Linked DNA regions of Mus musculus: region 2 is linked to region 1. A link is a contact called in public HiChIP or PLAC-seq data. All regions are on one chromosome and are shown on one strand. Each heading gives the region's core, a stretch centred on a gene start, on an enhancer-like site or on the middle of the called end of the contact. The rest is flanking DNA. Distances are from core to core; before and after follow the strand shown. Region 1 holds the start of 9530026P05Rik (RIKEN cDNA 9530026P05 gene). Region 2 holds the start of Lrig1 (leucine-rich repeats and immunoglobulin-like domains 1).

Region 1 (3,849 bases), core at 309-2,808:
GAGGAGGAAATGGAACTTAGGCACTGTTTCTACAAAGGCCATGTCAATACCAAGTCCGAGCACACTGCGGTCATCAGCCTGTGCTCCGGAATGGTAAGTGGGCGCGTGCCCCTTCCCTCCTCCCCGCCTCCTCGTCTGCTTTTTTAAGACTTAATTGCACCCTAGTCTGAACCTACCGAGTCTATGCTCTGGCGTTAAATATCAACCCTGGCTTAGTTCTCGGGAATTGGGGGTCCACCAGCATAGTGTGTGCTCTTACACTCGAGAAGAGAAGAGTGTACACATCTGTCCCCCAGAGGGTCGTGTATCATTTGGAGCTGTCTTAGATCGGATGGATTGGGTTTGCTGTAAGCAGCCCAACTCTGCAGAGTAGGTTGCATGTCGGTTTACAAACTCAGAGAAAGTTGCTGGGTTGTGGTTTCTTGTAGCAAACTTGGCCGCTCTGGGGCTGTGCAGCTGAGCGCAGGGCGGACTCAACTCCTCATTGGCGCGTCCTGAGTCAGGGTTGTAAACTGACAATCCCTGGACACCCCTACTGGAGTGCTGGGATATCTCATGTTGTGGACGCGGCTATACTACAGTGTCCCCGCGTTCTTTCCTCTCGGAGCCTTTTATCACGTGCAAGGAATTTTGAAACTGAACCAGATTGACAGGGAAGCGGATCCTGTCCGGGGAAAGGAAGGGTGGGCCAAATACTCTGAGAGCCGAGAGTGAAGGCGGAGCCTGTCTCTAAGGCGGTGTTTAGGGTTGGAAGGTGGCGGCGGGGGAGGGGTGGTGCACTGCAGTCCGACTCTGCACCCTGCTGGCGTGGTGACTGGAGGCGCTAGAGTAATGGGAGAGAGCCTGGAGAGGTAGCCTTAAAAAGAACCCTATTCTAGAACCTGTGGCTGTTTCAAAATATAGGAATAGAAATGTATAGCTCATGTTTCTCTAAGAAGGTTGGGAGGACGGATACCACCCAGTGCTGTCAAGTAGGCATTTAGTACGAGATCCAAGTTGGTACCTCCACCTCTTCTTCCTGACCCCTTCATTACCCTCCATTACCCTCCATTGGGGCTAATAAGGTATCGGTCCCCAGCTCCTACGACAGTCGAGAGTCATGTACAATTCTGGACCCAACTAGGGTGGTCCTTCACTTTCCCAAGCGACGTGCGTTTCTACCACGCGCGTATGACGCAGAAACTTTCCCGCGGCTGGCTCTCCCAGCTCACTGCACCGCGCCTTACGCACAATTGGCTATTAAAAGTCTGTGCCCCTGGCGCATTTACCCTCTCCCCTTGACACACACACCCTCCTCCTCCTCTTTCTAAATGGGGGCTTGGGTACTCACTCGCATGCTCGGCTGCCACTTTTGCTGGCTGGTTCTTGCGTCTTAAATTCCAGGTCTGGAGGTTATATCCTTCTTCGACCTCCAAGAGCCTGCTCTTGGATCCCGGCAGGAGCTCCGCAATCCCGAAGACTGGGAGGAGGGAAGGTGGGGTGTGGGGAAGGGGTTGAACCCCTTTGCCCACCAGCTAAGTGCTGGGAATCCTGGCTCCCAAAGAGCTTCCTTGAGATTGATTGGGGGTAGGCGGAGACCGCGGTTTAGCAAGGGGAGGGGATGCTGCGTTGAGTCATCGCGGCCTCAAACCTGGGCCTGGACACAAGAATGGCTCCAGTCTTTGAGAGGTATCACCTAGGTAGACCTAGGCTGAAGTCTTGAGGCGGATCCCAAACAATCAGTGCACCCCACTATTTAAAGTTAGGGACCCCCAAGTCCTGGATCTTAGATACGGCTGCTTGTGTATTTCGTTGGTAAACAGTCTTTACTCCTCCTCTTTCCCCGCCTACACACCGGTGGAATCTGAGTAGCCCCAGCAGTTGTATAAATATTTTTCTGCGTAGGTCCTTAATTTCCATTGGTGGTTTTACATGGTAACACAGTGCACGTGGTCTTCTTGAGAACGGAAAACCGGGGCTCCTGAAAAGACTCTCTGGAGTATACTATCCCCAATAACACGGCATGTAACTTGCAGCATGTCTCTGAGGGGGGGGGGGTCGCTAAGGAAGGGGCTATATATATTTTTTAAATAAGCGAACCAGGTTTTTATGTCTTTAGCCACTAATCTAGCTCAGAGCTTCCTGCCTTCTTTGTCTCCTGGAATTATTTCCTCCCAAGACTCCTCTTTATCATTTCTGTAGCCTCTCTGTATAATGATGTTCCTCACTTTGCCCAGGAAGGCCTCCAGGAAATCTGCCCTCAACAGAGTGATCCGACTCTGTATGCCCCACACCCACACCGCCAACCCACCCCTCCCATTTGCAGTTTTCTGAATCCCATCTCACACATTGCTCGCCTCTGCTGAGGGAATGCCTGTGCCTCAGTTTTGTTTTGGGTTTTTGTTTTTTGTTTGTTTGTTTTTTGTTCTTCTTGTTCTTGTTCTTGTTCTTGTTCTCGTTCTCCTTCTTCTCCTTCTCCTTCCTTTCTTTAGGACAACGGTATGAGAAAGACCTCCATCTACCTGCTTCTCTCCCAGTTTATGTTTTCTTTCTCAACCCCTGCCACACACCAGTATCAGGTCAATAAGCAGGCTTCAAAGTCTCATTGCCACCCTTTGTTCACGTAGCTTCCACACCTCCTTATATCCTAGTGAACAATATCAAACACACAGCTGATAATCAGAGCCTAACATTACATCCTCTCACACATAGCCTATGCCCAATTTCATCTTAGTTCTCTCTTCTGAAATTCTGTATTTCAAGTAGTTGGCTTTATACTTTCTCTAAACTCTCTTAATTTCCAGTGATACATACATATATATATATATATATATATATATATATATATATATATGTATGTATGTATATCCTTTCCTCCTCTTCCTCTGTGTGTGTGTACATTTGCACGAGAATCTATCTCTCCCTCTCCCATACTATAGTTTAGAGGATACATAGTGTGTGTGCGTATGTAATACATGTATTTAAAAAAAGATGGTCACCTAAGTCAGCACAAAACAAGTTGGGTCTCAATGATTATTTCTGAACCAACAACAAAACTGATTTTGTCTCTGTATTGTTACCATTTATTGAGCTTTTGCTGGAGGCTCTGTGATACAATGCCCCAGTCCTCAAAGCTACCTATCTTGCTTATGAGAATATCTGGGCCTTCCTCTCCCAGGCCTCAAGATGCTAAGTGACCAAGTTGGAACTATACTCCTTAAGAGAATGACTAGATTTGTTTTTCCACACTCTGAAATAAAATCAGGATTCTGGGTCCACGAATCAGCACTAACCCCAACCTGCTCTGTCCCACTGAAAAGCAAATCACTTCCTGTCTGTGCCTCCCAGGCTCCTTCTACTGTCCCCCATAGGCCTCACATGCCCTGTGCTTATGAGATACCATACTGACTGCTGACAGAGATACCTTGGCGAGCATAAATGTGCTAACCTGCTGCTTCTCTGGTGATCTGACAATGTGTCACAGACTATACTAAAACTGACTTCTGCCTGAGTCTATGTTCTGGAGTCATGAGGAGAGTTGTGTTAAAACGTCAGGTTCTAGACATCACGCCTAGAAATTCTGAGTCTGGAAATACAGTGTGTCACTTGGAATCTCATCAGAAAAAAAAGTGCTTTTCTCTCAGGCTGCTCTGATCCTCCTTGCTTTGGGAAAGCTTGGCATTTTGTGTGCATTTTCTTGGATTAGACACCTGGGAGGAAAGTGCATTAAAATTCTGGTTCTTCAGCTGGCCCCAGAGATTTTGGTGCAGTTCAGCAGATAGAGGCACAGGCCAGTGACCTGGCTCTCTAGTCGACTCGGGACGCTGGTGCACGTACCCACACTAGTATTCAGGGGTGGTCTTTTCTCGC
Region 2 (3,984 bases), core at 564-3,063, 1.8 Mb before region 1:
GTGGACTGCATGTGTAGCACATATGTTCCTGCTCATGCGTGCATGTGCACACAGATACTAGTTGGAGCTTTCCTGTTAAGATTTCTGAGGTATTACATTTGGCTTAATTTATGCACGTGTGGACACTGCTTCACCATCACTTCTGAGATATACAGAAAATGGGAGAGAAACCCAACAGCATTGCTCTATAGTGTAGGCAATCAGGAGAAAGGGAAGGCTGGTGTAAGGATGAAAAGAATGGCAAACAAAGCCGGGCATGCTGCACACACCTGTAATGCCAGTTGTTCCAGAAGACTGAAACAGGAGCATAATAAGGTTGAGGGAGTCTGGGCTACATGATGAGACTCAAACAATCAAAAAAGAAGGAAGAAAGAAGGCAAGGAAAGAAAGAGACAGAAAGCACAGACAGCTAGGCAACAATCACCTGACTACTAAATACAGGTCCAATTTTGGTTTAAAAAAAAAGCAAAACTTGAGGGACAGCCACGTTTAGCATCAAATCGTATTTCTTGAATATGTCAAACATGTAATGAAATCCCTTTAACTGTTCGGTGTTTTTCTTCCCGATGAACAGCGTTCCTACTCCCTTTCTATAAAGCCTAAGTTAGATTTAACCGTGCTGGAACAAATGTTTTCCAGAAGACTCCAGCGCCTTAGTTTCCCTGACCCTGTGTGCAGTTCGGACATCAGCAAGTCAAACCGCCCAGAGGCGGCAGATATGTATTACAGTGCTAATCTCTTCCCCCCGCCCCCCCGCCCCACTCCATTAAGTGTGTGTGTGTTCGCGCGCGTGTGCTCGCCTATGTCCAAGCACTGTTTCACATGGCGGCTATCAATCTATTCTGATCCGTGTTTGCCAAACTAACAGGTTCTCTCTCTCTCTCTCTCTCTCTCTCTCTCTCTCTCTCTCTCTCTCTCTCTCTCTCCTCTCTCCCTCCCCCCACCTCTCTCACTGTCTATAAAGAGCACGTCACGGATAATTTCTTGGAAATTGTATTTTAAAGGCACTGATTTTCAATAACAAAACACACCACCACAGCAACCCCCTTTATCCAAGTCCAGAGCACTTCCCGAACTATCCTTCAACTAACTAGGGGCGGGGAAGTGGGCGTGCCCTCAAGATTCAATTTCTGCAGCACACAGTCATTTCGGTAGTCAAGGACACATTTCTGGATTAAAGATATCAAGAAGAACGAGTGTGGAGCACAGATGGGAAAGGGGGCCCCACCTCTGAGGAAATAGCTGAGAAACTCATGAAAGCAAGTTTTAAATCTTTTTTTTTTTTCTTTTGCAAGGCACCTGAAAAAGGGTGCTCGTTTGCTGTAAATCCACCATGATGTTTTTAGTTTAGGAGAGCAGAATAAACCTTGGGTCCAGATAGCTCCCAAACCCGTGGATTACAAACTTTCTCTCTTCTCCTAGGCTCAATGGACCGAAGCTTAGGCCACTTTTCCAGATTCTGGTACTTGGTAGCCAAAACCCTACAAGTCTCCTTTAAGAGGAGGCAGCACGCCTCTCCTTTTCCCCGCCCCGTCCCCGCCTTTCACACCTTGGGTGGGAAAAGCGAGCGGAGGCGGGACCTCAGGGAGCGAGCGCTCTTATGGGTTAGGACGCCAAAAAGGCGCTCCAGGAGCCAATGAGCAACGGGCAGGGCGGGGCGTAATGCTGTAGCCCTGCAGCCAACGTGGGCCGATCTGCGCCCCGGGGCCCCATCGGAGGGGTGTGTGAGGGCGAGCAGCCGGGGCGGGGCCTGGGGCCGCGGGGCTGGACCGCGGAGCGGCTGGCCGCTGATTGTTCGCAGCGCTGAGGCACGGTGCGCTCCGGCCGCTCCGGGACGGGCAGGCGCGTGGGGTCCACGGCTATCATCAGCTCAGCGCCCTCAGTGAGATGCCCGCCCGCGCCACGCGCAGAGGCCGAGGCTAAGCGTTTTCAGTCCTCAGAGGCGGCGGCTCTCGGCGTGCGCCCGAGCTCTGAAGGCGACTCTCAGCGCGGCGGGAAGGACGAGCAGCGGCGGCCGGGCACTCACTGCGGGACTCCACAGAGTTCGCCGCGCGCGGGGCTCGGCCCGGATGGGCGCGGGGGTGGCGGTCCCCGCAGGGTGCTGCGAAGCGGCCCGGGCAGAGCGTGCCGGCTGAGCGCCGCGGCCCCGGAGCCGACTGGAGTCGGGCGTCCATGTCCCGGCGCGGAGCCTAGCTCCGAGCGCAGCCCGCGCCCGCGGCCGCCCGCACCTCGCAGCCCTCGCTCCCCGGCTTCGCGGCGCGTTCCAGACAAGATGGCGCGGCCCGGTCCGGGAGTGCTCGGAGCCCCGCGCCTTGCGCCTCGCCTTCTGCTCTGGCTGCTCTTGCTGCTACTGCAATGGCCGGAGTCAGCGGGCGCCCAGGCTGGCCCGCGGGCCCCCTGCGCGGCCGCCTGCACTTGCGCCGGGGACTCGCTGGACTGCAGTGGGCGCGGGCTGGCGACGCTGCCCCGGGACCTGCCCTCCTGGACGCGCAGCCTGTGAGTATCGCCTTTGCCTCTCGTCCGGGCGCTGTCACTAAGACGGGGCTGCTGGTGTGCTCAGCCGGAGAGGGTGCGGAGTGCGCTCTGTGGGCTGGGGAGACTTGTGGGTGGCCGAGTGGAGGTCACGCGTGGGAGCTCGGGAGAGAGGACTCTGCTTCTGGGGTTTGAAGGTGAGCGTGATTCTGGAGGAGCCTGCCTTGCGGCGAGCGTGTGTTGTGGAGAGGATGCAGGACATGAGTGATCCTGTAAGGGTGATCGAGTGTGCCTCGTGAAGTCTGGAAGTCAGCGAGTGTGGGCCGTGGAGGTGAGCCACCGGTTTGTGATTTGAAACTGAGTGAGAGTGCTGTGGAGCGCGAAATATGTGTGTGTGTAGAGTGGAGGTGAGCGAATTTGTGTGCATGTGAGACGGACGCAATGGCAGAGTGTAGGAGCCTGTGTTGGGATTGGGATCCATGGCTGTATCTTTTCTCCTGTGCTGTATGTAACCCAGCCCTTAGGTGTCTTGAGTTCCCTCAACTTACCTTCAGTTGGTAATGAATGACAGTGACTCACATCTCCAGGGTTCATGCTATTTATACTGTGTATTAGTGAGTATGTGTTGCAGTCTCCTGATCACCAGACAATCGTGGTGGCTTGACTTGGCATTGGCCAGGGCAAAAGGGACCCTGTCCTGAAGAAGCCAGGAGTTGAGAAGCTTTGAGACAGTTCTTGGAGATGTCTGAGTGTGGCTGTTAGCTCTTTTCCGCATGGCTGGCAAGTACAGGAACTGTGTTCCAGATCCCTTCCTGTCTGTTCCCTGGGGTCCCCTTGGGCTTGATCCACTGGGGCTGGGTCTGCTCCTACCCTCGAGTTTCTCCTCCATAAATGGCACAAGTTAGTTGTGGAGTAGTGCTACTATGGGAGAAGGTGACAGGGGGCCTGGCTAGCTCTGTCAGTTTAGGTGCACTTCTGTGCTGCTGGGATTGGGGTTCGTTGGGAACATTAGATTTCTGTAAACAAAGTGGAGTAGAATAGCATTGTTATTCTTAAAAAAAACAATACAAAACAAATAAAAAACCAAAAAAACCTAGACCTTTGAGTCGAATCTTGCTCAGCTATCAGTAATTAGCATCTCTAGAACTATTAGTACCTTCCAGAGAAAGGCCTAGCTTGAGTAGTCTGCGTCTCATTTGAGCTTTTGAATGTCTTTCCTAGGACACAGAAGTAGTACAGCAGTAGCTTCAGTCATGACATTTGCTGTTTTAAAAAGCGAAAATTGATGACACAGGCTTTAACTCACACCTGTGGCTTCATTGCAGAAAACTAGGGGCTGGGTATCTGACCGTCTTGAAGGAGAGAAGTTGATTCTTTTCTAACAAGAAGACTGTATTCTTAGAGTGAGGGGCTTGGGTCTTCACATTGGTCACTTGGGCAATCTGCTGTGGGAGTTCTGAAGCCAGCAAAGACCCTTCTGCTACTGTTGCTGCCTTGAGGATTTTTCTCTTC

Evidence for each region. HiChIP or PLAC-seq counts read pairs in DNA pulled down with a chosen protein or histone mark.
Region 2: a contact with region 1 is called in a FOXA1 HiChIP or PLAC-seq map of pancreatic cancer cells. The contact joins the promoter of Lrig1 here to the promoter of 9530026P05Rik in region 1. A contact is called at or near these places in 1 of 39 promoter capture datasets (cranial neural crest) and 1 of 115 datasets of contacts at active chromatin or transcription factors (pancreatic cancer cells).

The regions. Positions count from the first base shown.
Region 1 is chr6:92,938,291-92,942,139 of GRCm38.p6, reverse strand. 9530026P05Rik (RIKEN cDNA 9530026P05 gene) reads right to left here and starts at 1,558. Exons shown (of 3, transcript NR_015530.2): 1 at 1,331-1,558. It overlaps Adamts9 (a disintegrin-like and metallopeptidase (reprolysin type) with thrombospondin type 1 motif, 9), which reads left to right. Exons shown (of 40, transcript NM_175314.4): 2 at 1-93.
Region 2 is chr6:94,697,974-94,701,957 of GRCm38.p6, reverse strand. It overlaps Lrig1 (leucine-rich repeats and immunoglobulin-like domains 1), which reads left to right and starts at 1,813. Exons shown (of 19, transcript NM_008377.2): 1 at 1,813-2,496. The coding sequence starts at 2,273.